Linked DNA regions of Mus musculus: all the other regions are linked to region 2. The links are chromatin contacts, called in public Hi-C and promoter capture Hi-C maps. All regions are on one chromosome and are shown on one strand. Each heading gives the region's core, a stretch centred on a gene start, on an enhancer-like site or on the middle of the called end of the contact. The rest is flanking DNA. Distances are from core to core; before and after follow the strand shown.

The links. Hi-C and Micro-C count contacts between places; a contact is called where the count stands out from the background. Capture Hi-C pulls out chosen DNA fragments and counts their contacts.
Region 1: a contact with region 2 is called in a promoter capture Hi-C map of pancreatic islet. The contact joins two enhancer-like sites. A contact is called at or near these places in 11 of 39 promoter capture datasets (the 3T3-L1 cell line, Sertoli cells, embryonic stem cells and 7 more), 34 of 484 Hi-C or Micro-C datasets (the 3T3-L1 cell line, the AML12 cell line, the G1E-ER4 cell line and 25 more), 5 of 115 datasets of contacts at active chromatin or transcription factors (the HPC-7 cell line, bone marrow-derived dendritic cells, bone marrow-derived macrophages and 2 more) and 3 of 9 other capture datasets (adipose tissue, liver and pancreatic islet).
Region 3: a contact with region 2 is called in a Hi-C map of cerebellum, with 1.5 times the contacts expected there. The contact joins two enhancer-like sites. A contact is called at or near these places in 1 of 484 Hi-C or Micro-C datasets (cerebellum) and 3 of 9 other capture datasets (adipose tissue, liver and pancreatic islet).

The regions. Positions count from the first base shown.
Region 1 is chr8:13,084,352-13,088,044 of GRCm38.p6, forward strand. It overlaps Pcid2 (PCI domain containing 2), which reads right to left. Exons shown (of 14, transcript NM_178708.3): 8 at 1,900-1,975; 9 at 972-1,113. Among named protein-coding and RNA genes, the nearest start is that of Pcid2, 19 kb to the right of the region's middle. Within about 2 kb of position 1,995, at least 2 of the 459 cell types and tissues checked have an H3K27ac peak or open chromatin away from gene starts, as enhancers often do. A contact at or near this core is called in pancreatic islet, where this site is marked.
Region 2 is chr8:12,982,869-12,986,294 of GRCm38.p6, forward strand. Mcf2l (mcf.2 transforming sequence-like) reads left to right here. Exons shown (of 31, transcript NM_178076.4): 4 at 1,992-2,082. Among named protein-coding and RNA genes, the nearest start is that of Gm38671, 37 kb to the left of the region's middle. Within about 2 kb of position 1,348, at least 37 of the 459 cell types and tissues checked have an H3K27ac peak or open chromatin away from gene starts, as enhancers often do. A contact at or near this core is called in cerebellum and pancreatic islet, where this site is marked.
Region 3 is chr8:12,862,136-12,865,409 of GRCm38.p6, forward strand. It overlaps Atp11a (ATPase, class VI, type 11A), which reads left to right. Exons shown (of 30, transcript NM_001293667.1): 29 at 1,624-1,727; 30 at 2,785-3,274. The coding sequence ends at 1,716. Among named protein-coding and RNA genes, the nearest start is that of Gm15353, 21 kb to the right of the region's middle. Within about 2 kb of position 1,581, at least 3 of the 459 cell types and tissues checked have an H3K27ac peak or open chromatin away from gene starts, as enhancers often do. A contact at or near this core is called in cerebellum, where this site is marked.

The sequences.
Region 1 (3,693 bases), core at 745-3,244, 100 kb after region 2:
CTGCTGCAGGCATTCCACACCTGGGCACACACCAGAGCCCTCTATGCCTATCACACAGATATCACACATCCAGGTTCACTGCTGCTCTACATACTATAGCAAGGATATGGAACAATCCAGACATCCATCAGCAGATGCAGAGAATAAAATGCACACAAACAGCATACTGTTCACTCGTTAGTTACACTTGCAAGGCACAGGGAGGCCACTCAGAACAGCAGCACTGGATACTACAGAAGGACAGACTGCGGGGGAGGGACACATGCGTCGTGAGAGGACAGCAAGCTAATGGCTTTCTAGTTCCAACTCTGTGGTAGCTAACCCACGTAAAAATGGGCGGGGAGAGCCAGCTCAGGTTGTCATCTGCCCTCTGTGCACCAGCCATGGCGCACACACACACACCAAAAAAATCACACCACACACATGCACACACACACACACACACACACATACACAAAATAATAAATTTCAAAAATACAATAAATCTAGGTGTGGTACCCCCTGTAATTCCAGGACACTCAGGAGCCTGAGGCCGGAGGATAACCATGAATTTGAGGATAGTCTAGGTTACATAGTGAATTCCAAGACAGCTTGTACTACAGAGTGAGACCCTGTCTCAAAAAACAAAGCAAAGAGGAGACTGGACAGATGACTAGGTAGTCAAAAGTGCTTCCTGCTTTTCCAAAGGACCCAAGTTCAGTTCCACCTGTAAGTCCTGCTCCAGGGGCTCAAACACCTTCTTCTGACTTCTGTGGGGACCTGCACAACACACACGGCATACATTCACATGGGGGTGCATGTGCATGCTCACTTGCTCGCGCGCTCTCTCTCTCTCTCTCTCACACACAATTTGGACTTGGATTATACATACGTCTCACCTTAATAAAATACAGTCTTATATTCTCTGCGACATCAATGTCAGTAAGGCAGAACACATCTTACCCAGACACGGAATAGTGTCATCACCGTACCTTGCTTGAAGTCACTGTCAAACATGGCCTTGCGCCCCACGTAGTACTTGTACGTGATCCTCTGCGCTGTGCTATAGTCATCTTTCAGATTCGAGCTGTCGATGGCTCTGATAAGAGGTTTACACAAATGGAGTTTGTTGATCTATAATAAAGAAGAAACCATTTAAAACATTCATAAGCAATATCAACAGAACAGGCAGACAAAAGGACAGACATGAACTTCTGGCTTACTTTTTTAATATAAATTTCAAAGTCATCAAAATTTCAATAAGAAACAAAAAACTACCTGGTACAGACAACATACAATGGAGAAGCTTGGACTCTGTAAGGGGAGCTAGCAAATGTCCAGGTAAACACCTGCACTCAGCCACACACTGGTGAGGACACACTAAATGTCCCATGAAGTGAAAGACAGATTCTCAGTGACGTGGGACGGGCTGCCCTGTGCCCACTTGTCTTTATGAAGCCAACTTGACTCCTTTGTTCATCCATATATCTATATATCCCCCTCGTTCCATAAAGTTGATATTACAACGCAGGACGAAGGCTCAAGTGGCCACATATACCCAGAGGCCGGCTCCATCACAAGGACCAGTTACCAAATGTTCAGGACTCCCGCCCCACACTCAGTGTGTGCTCACTCAAGAGCTCAGAGCGTGTGTCTGAAGGAGCTGCATTCCCACTAGCGATCCTAAATCACGTCTTCATGAACCTCCAGTTCTTACTGGCTTCTGTGGCACAGAATGCTGCGTGCTTTCTCCATGGAGCCCTGGCCCTCAGAAGGCACGGAATGACTAACAGCTGTTAGGATTGTTAATGTGGGCGTGGTCAGGATCTCTTCCTAACACATGTCAGAAGGCAAACTAAACCAGTAATTTACCTAGGCAGATAGAAAACAAGACTTTACAGAAACTCATGCAAAGCAAACCTTAAAGTAGATTTTAAATAGCTGGTTCACCAGGAACAGCATCCCCCACTTCTTAGAGTCTTCTATGCCGGCACGGCTACAGGAAGAGCAAACAAACATGATCAATTACAGAATAAACCGTTTGCCAGGACTAATTACTACTGTGAGAGAAAGCCTCAGCCAGAGTCATCAAAGAAAAGGTAAAGTTAAAGAGGAAAGAGCAGCTCTGCTCCCCCTGTCCCAGAGACAGCTGTGTCTTCTCCTGCCAGTCTCTTCCCTGACATGCAGTGGCAAAGGCCGGAGTGAATGGGTTTAGCCACAGCAGGCACCTGGTCACCAGAGCTGCCTTCCGTGCTGACTGTTGTGGATGTCGCTGCCATCAGTGACCCCCTCATTGACCTCAAGGTCTCCATGTCCCAGCACAACTCTATCCACAGCAAGTTCCATGGCACAGTCAAGACAGAACAGGAAACCTGTCATCAATGGGAAGGCCAGCTCCATCTTCCAGGAGTGAAATCCGGCCAACATCAGATGAGGCGGTGCTGGTGCCCACTGTGTTGTGGAGCTTACTGTGTCTTCACCATCATGGAGAATAGAGACAAAAGGTTATCCTATCTACCTTGTGCTGATGACCCTGTGACTGTGATAGGTGTGAACCGTGACAAGTAGGATAACTCTCTCAGCTTTGTTAGCAATGTCTCCTGCACCTCCACCTTGTTCAGCCCCGTCACGGACGGCTGAGGTCATCCACGCTATCACCGCCATCCACAAGACTGTGGACAGCCCCTCTGGAAAGCCGTGGTATACGGCTGAGGATACTCAGAGTATCATCCCTGGATTCACTGGTACTGCCAAGACTATGCGCGAGGTCACCCCAGAACCAACAGGTTGCTCAGGGGCAAGCATGGCCGTCTGTGTTCTTATCCCCGGTATGTCTGCTGTGGATCTGCTGTGCCACCTGAAGAAAGCTGACAAGGATGATGGCATCAAGAAGAAGGCCCACTGAAGGGCATCCCAGGCTACAGTGAGAACCAGGCTGTCTCCTGTGACTTTAACAGTGAAACCCACCGTTTTACCTTGGATGCTGGGGCTGGCATTTCTCTCAATGACAACTCTGTAAAGATCATTTCTTGGTATGACAACAAACAACACTACAGCAACAGGGTGGTGGACCTCACGGCCTGCATGTCCTCCAAGAGCAAGAAGACCTGGACCACTTTCCCCAGAAAGAACGGAGAGGAAGAGAGGGACCTCAGCTGTTGAGGCGTCCTTGTCCCAAGTCAGCTCCCTACCCTGAGTATCTGCCCTCACGGCTTCTAGCTCAGAATCCAGAGACAAAGGGCCCTTGGGAGTCTATTCTCTTGAACACCATCAGTGAAGTTTACTACAGCTGCCAAGAGAAGAAAAAGCAGCCCCAGAATTCTAACCCCGTTAAACAACTGCAGGCCCTCTGCAGCATTAGCAAAACTCTATAGGTGGAGATTGATAGGAGGCATTTTTGGAAGAACATTTTTTTTTCCTAGCAACAGCACCACAAAAATCCTCTGTAAACACATAAGGAGGAGCCCAAGGAGGGAGTCACAGAGAGTGACAAACCCTCTGCAGAAGCTCTCACAGGTGACCTTACGGTAAATAACAACTGAGTGGCCCTGGTGAAGAAACGCCAGGACACTGCTGACCAGGCCCTACCAAAGGCGCCAACGTCAAACTCAGCACAGCAGGGTCTGTGTGGTTCTGAAGGTCTACTTCACCCCAAAAGTCAAACAGGAACTTGGAGTCCTTGGAGGAAAATGTGTATAAAAATGTGCTTTTTCT
Region 2 (3,426 bases), core at 98-2,597:
CTTCATACCGCATGGCAAGCAAGTTTACCTACCAGCTGTCTCTCTAGCTCCCTCATGAAGAGATTCCACGGTTGGGGAAAGAGGCTGTGATTCCTCCATAATAGAAATTGCTCCAGGAAAAAGGGGGAAACTGAGTCAGGTGGTGCTGCTCTGTGAAATGACCACACCAGCCATTGATCTCTGGTTTTACTGGATTTGCACATAGCTCACGGCAGCCCCAGCAGGCAGATGCTGTTATTTCCATGTTTGCAGAAAAAGAACCAGAGGTGGTCACAGAAGAGCAGCGTCTTCCCTCATGCACTCCCCTTGGTGGAAGCTGCTATTAGGAAGCCATGTATGTTGGCCCTTTGTGGGTGTTCCTTAGACAGCATGCAGCTTGACTGTTGGGGCTGAGGCTTGTGTATGGGGACAACCCAGCACTCTGAGTCCTCTTTTCTTCGTCACTCTAGGAAGGGTTAGGCTTGGATGACTAACTCAGAGCTACAGAGGCAGACCTGGTACATTCCCCTGAAGGCCAGGAGGGAGGCAGTAGGTGGGTTCCAGTTAGCACAGCTGTCCCATGGTCTTATGGCTTCCGTACATAAATCTCATGCATCATGAGGAAATAGCCTGTCATCTAGAGGGGTGGTTGGTGGTCCATCTCTGAGGAATGTCAGGGGCCATGTGGCCAGGACAGTGCTGCTTCATCCCTCTCTGGTTTGGGGCTTTGCTGTGAACCACATGGTATAGCCCAGGCCAGGATAGTTGGAGTCACCTACCAACCATTAAGCACCACGGCAAATTCAGTGAAGCCCCATGTGGGGCCACTCAGAAGGGGCTCAACCCCCATACTACCTCAGGGTGTAAGGTGCTCGGATTGTCCAGGACAGATCAGGACTGGGATCTATTCTGTTTCTACTTCTTCAGACACTAGCCCAGGGGAGCCAGCTGGGTAGGTGAGCGAGTCTGCAGTTCTGCTGAGCTATCAGCAGGGGAAGGCTGTGTGAGAAAACGCGCACGTGAACATGTCCCCAGGGGTGTTCTGCATGTAATGAACACGTGGAGGGAGCTCTTCATGCCCCTGTGTATTGGACAACCCGCAGCACACTGGTGTGAGCTTTGGGTACCACTGTCGCAGATCTTCCCAGGACTCAGAATGGTCGGTCTGTTAGTGGAGGTGCAGCGTGCAGCTTTGCCGACTGCATAATTTATAGTGCACTGTAGCATCCTGACTTTCACTTAAGTACAGAAATGGCTTGCTGAGAATCGTTCATGGATTCAGAAACCAGGCATTCAGAGTGGGTGCCTCCAGCCTGTCTCGTTCCTCTACTGAGGATTGGCTGGCAGCAGAGGCTGCTGGCATTGCACAATTGGCTTGGATGTGAAATTACCCAACAGAAGCACACCTCCCACTTCCACCCTGTGACTCAGGCTTCTGCCACCAGGCTGAGCCGAGAGACTGAGGGCATGCTACCAACTACACGATGCTGCCCTGCCTTTATCACAGATGTTGCTGCTGCAGAGGGCGAGCGCTCCTGCCTCACACCCCACAGACACCAGGGAGCCTTCACAAGCCTTGGAGATTTTCACCCGAAATTGTGATGTCATCAGGAGCCATTTTTTAATGTGGATGAACGCGGGACCTCAGATGCTAGGACTGACATGACGTGGGGGTCCTGAAGCTCGCTTTGATGGTCTGGTCAGCTGTCCGTGCAGCGCAGTAGGATGTCAGTCTGCCCCAGGAGGAGGGGCTTCTGTTGATCTGTGAATCGATGCCGAGAAACAAACAACATACTGAAAGTATCCGTTCTCCTTTATCTAGAAGAAAGTCCTGGGAATTACAGGGTGGGGCCTCTCGGGCCTTCGGAAGCCTGGTGCTGCTGAGACCTCTCTCGGGCATGCACTGTGGCACGTGGTGTGGAGATGGCATGGGACAGTGGGGTCACCAGTGTCCATGGAAGCCAGGTCTGCTGCCAGCACATGCTGACTCCTAGTGTTTCTCCTTGTTTCAGTTTGCAAGATGCTGGCATTGGATTCATCTTGGTCATAGACCGAAGGCAGGACAAATGGACCTCTGTGAAGGCATCCGTCCTGCGGATAGCCGTAAGTACCTCTCGGGCTCCACACACGCCTGGAGGGTGGCAGCTCCCTGCTTTTCTGTCTAGTTTGTGTGGAAGGTGGGGGATTGAGGTGACAGTCAGGGGACCTAGTCAGGGGTAGGCTGAGCCATGCCAGGCCCACGGGGGGCTCCTGAATTGTGGGCATGTTTTCTCCCGTGGTGGTCACACTCGGGGGGTCTGTTGTGATCCTCTCAGTAACAGCTTGGAAGTTGTGAGCAGAGAAGGTTCTGAGCACGTTGGACTTCAGGCTAGAAGTTGGACACTGAATCCAGTCATTGTTCCTAAACAGCTCTCTCCTTTCCATGTAGGGCTGTTTAACGTTAGTCCTGAGATGTGTTGGTCCTTGCTACCCAGCCCGCCCCTCGTAGCACACAGAGTCCCCTCAGTTCTAGGGACCTTCAGCCGTGAAGTTGCGGGACTTGCTGGCGGCTTCAGCTTGCAGTTGCTATTTCAGAATAGTTAAGACTGAGACAGCAGAAATCCTGTTTCCGCAGCCGTTCCGCCCACAAACAGACACGATGTGGGCCGAGTCTTCCAAAACGAGTCCACCCACACTTGCTGTCCCCACCTATCATCCACAGCTTCATGAAGGACCCAAAAGTTTGGTGGTTCACTAACAAGCACCATGGCTCAGGGCTAGGATTGTTTAGCTGCTCCCGAAGTCTCTGGGCAACTGATCCCATGGTGTTATGTTCTCTGACCCTGCTCTGAGTCAGGCATTCACAGTTGACCTTGGGTCGTCACCCACCACCACCACCACCGACCGGGCTGCTGTGCCAAGGGTTAGGTGCTATAAGAAACCCATTCCTCTTTAAGGAAAATGAAAGGCTCTTGGCTACTGTGATTTTCACAGCCTGCAGTCTGGGCGCAAACCTGTCTCTCATAGAGCATCATCCTGTAACTACCTCGTGAGTTCTGCAGGAGAGCCTAGACGTGAGCAAGCTCCCATCCTCTGCCTCCACCCTCAAGTAGCCTTCCTGTCATCATTGATGTGAAATAGTAAGACACAGCACCATTACACAGTAACTGTCCTGGCCCCGGTGTCTGGAAGGTGCTTCCGATGTCCCATCAACTGTGGACAGACCTGTGTCTCCACTGTGACTACCCAGCAGCCATCGGGGCAGCTTCTGCTCCTTCACTCACTTCTGCTCCCACCTCTTCAGAGCTGAGGCTCCTTCTCCACAGCTCCTGCTTAGCCTCTGTCTTCACAGAGTGCAACCCCATCGGGCCAGCATGAACAGGATTTCTTCGCACACGTATCACGTGTGCTCACCTGGTCTTGCGTCTGGAGTGGCAGTGCGAATGCGCATGTGTGTGTGTGTGCATG
Region 3 (3,274 bases), core at 331-2,830, 120 kb before region 2:
GTCACACTAACGTGACCTCTACTTACCAATTCCTGTTCTATTTTTCAAAATAAAGACCTGTTTTTAGAAACTTCTGTGATGTGCTGCTTTTAACACCCTGTGGCAGCACAGAGCTCCACCCACTATGGCAGCAGGAACCTAGCCCTAGGGCCCTTCCCCTTGGTGGCTACTATAGCCAGTACCTGCTCCTCAGCCAAGAAGTCAGGAGACAGACAGCAGCAGCATGTAATGCTGTGGTATTTTGGCTGAGTTTCCCTGTACCCCAATATGACACCCACATTTGCTCCTCTGTGAGGTTTGGACGTATGCCTAAAAAACACCCAAAGCAGGGGAAAAAATAAAAAGCAGTTACCTCCTATCCTGTTGAGGAAGAAGATGATACATTCTGAAATAATGACAACCAAAATGTTTCTAACTTAGTGCCATAGAATCTGTTAGAATAAATCGCGTCATTCCAGCTGCCGGTTACACTTTGGAAAACATTTTGGAGGAAATGTTTAGGAAGATTACAATGTCACAAGTACTTTGTAAAACATTACATATGCCAACTCAGGCTGCAAACCCTGTTCCCTGCTGATGAGGTCCACTGGGGTCCTGTCCCCTGTAGCCTGAGTCTCAGCCCCAGGCATCACAGCTGACCACACATGCCCATAGGCCCTGCTACTACACTGCAGACACAACAAACAGACACACTGCACTGGAGAGCACCATGGATCTGCAAAGCTTTGGAGGAATAAACATTCACAGGCCTGGGCAGATTTGACTTCAGACGTCTGAGGTTCGCTTTCAACCTGTTCCTAGTACAGGGCAAGCGTGACGGACACTGGGCATGTTATATATATCACATGTGTATATATAACATAGTGCATCTCCCTCCGCACCAGCCTCTGCGTCCACACACTTGCAGCAGCCTGCCTGCCTGCCCTGCACCTATGTGGGCAACACCACCACCTCTGGCTTCTCCCTGGACACTGGTCAGTTCTGCCTACTCTGCTGCCATCCAGCCTTGTGCCCCTTCCACTCTGAAAGCTCCCCCATTCCTCAGCGCTGAGGGACCGGTGAATGAGGACTGGAAATGTCTAAAAGCTGTGCCACACCAGGCTAGGAGCCAGCAGCCTTCAGGACATGGCCTGGGAATGTCCTGTCTGCCAGGCAGGCTGTGCAGAACACTGCTCATATGTCAGTGGCTCTGCAGAGGAAGCGACACAACAGGGCTCTGTGGCAGGATGCAGGTTTTACAATTCTGGATGCAATTCCTCTATGTTGGGAGTAGGAGCTTGTTAGGACTTGCAACTGGTGGCCCTCTCCTGTGGTGCTGCAGCATGCCCTTTGACCTGGCCACTTCTTCTCTGGGTGCAGACTTTTTCAAATGACCCTGCTCCCCTAGAGGGGGGTCTTTGCACACACTGTGGAAGGCAGCCCCCGAAGCCAGCTCTGCACGCCTTGATGATATCATGACCGATCCATGCAATCCCCGCAGTCAGGGCGCATAGCTGCCGTGGCTGAGTGTGGGGATGGCATAGTGTAGGCGTGGCCTGGACCTGCAGTCACCAGGACACAGGTGCCGGCCTCTGTCACTGGCCTCTGCAGGCAGCAGCTCAGTGTCTTTCCTCGTCCTTGCAGCAGAGCACCCGACTCAAAGCATTGGCCGATGCCACCTCGAACAGCGCCAGGCCCCTGCTGAAGGACTTCTTACCGCAGCCAAGACATGTCTAGCCCAACGCTAGGTAACGGTATGGCTGCCTGCTGGGCGCTAGGCCAGTGTGCTGTGACTCTCAGACTGTTCTTCCTCCAAAGTTTTGCTGTGTTGTCTGTTTTTTAAATGAGTGATTTTCTCTGAAAACAAACTATACCATTTTTACATATGCACACACATATACACACAGGTAAGTAGCACCCGAGAGTGAGCTAAGCACATAGGGGAAATGCTGTAGCACATGCCCATTGTTGCCTGACAAGCTGGCCTCTGTCCTTGTGACAGACACAGCTTCACTTAAAGCTACAGGGGATAATCCTGTCTGGGCACCGGAAGGAACATCTCACACAGCAGCACAGGACATGAGCCCAGGTAGCATCTAGCTGAAACTGTTTGCTAAGCACACAACTGTGTGTGGACAGCCCCGGGGCTCCGAGGCCGCTCCAGTATTTGTGGATCTACTAGCCTTACCTAGTGGTGCTCACCTGAAAACAGCACAATCTGGGATTGTCCCCCAGGAGAACAGACCCACACTACAACCTCGTGTCCCTCCCTCCGGGCTCTCGGCTGCTGTTTGTGCATGCTCTGGTCTTTCTTACGAGGCGTGCCAGCCACTTCTGTCTGATAACTGTAAGCCGAGGGCATGATAGCTTGGTGTGGTCAGCATGATATTGACCCCAGTCCCATCGGGCTAGGACATACTAGCCCGCACAGGTGAGTCCTGTCGTCTTCCTGGGGTAGTGCTAGAACCCTAGTTCAAGGATGTCTGGGGCCTTTGATCACTGCATGTGACCATAGTGACAGGGGAGATACTCAGTGTGTTCAGCACTTTGTCCCCTACCCTCCTATGTTGTTCCCTATGTCAGCCATGTAGGATGGTCCCTCTTATGGCACTAAAACTTAGTGTTGATCCACAGACCAAAGGCACATTGCCTCTGGACACAGTTCCCACGAGATGGGCCCACTTACCTACCCCTCAGGGTGATGTAGTGGTCTGAGGTGGGCTGGCAAAGCTACAGGTGCATTGGTTGTTAGGGGTTCCTCAGAGAGGTTCTGTAACTGATGTGGGCTTTCTGTTCTTTTGGCAGAACATACAACATCAGGACAGCATTTCAGAATTCACCCCTCTGGCCTCTTTGCCGAGCTGGGGTGCTCAGGGCAGCAGACTCTTGGCTGCCCAGTGCAGCTCCCCCTCTGGGAGAGTTGTGTGCTCCAGGTGGGAGAGCGAAGAGTGTCCTGTGCTCCCTCTCCACCCAGGCCTTCCTCACAAGGCAAGGTATGGGTGCTGTAGGTCCAGCCTGGAGATGCCCACTTGATGGACAGACAGCCCCAGTGCCCCAGCCGCTGAGAGCTCTGTTCTTGGGTACCTGTGTGTGCCTGCACCTGTCCCACCCTTCATTCTCAGGGAGGGCGGGGTGGAATCACAGGTCACCCACTCAGGCACAGCACACTGCAATCTGGATGGTGCGTGGCCGGCGTCATTGTCCCAGGCCTGGTGACCATACATCCAGTTGGGCTCTGGAAAAGGACATTAAGCCTGGCCTCATCTTAAGCACTGTGGCTTGAAGCTGGCCTTGC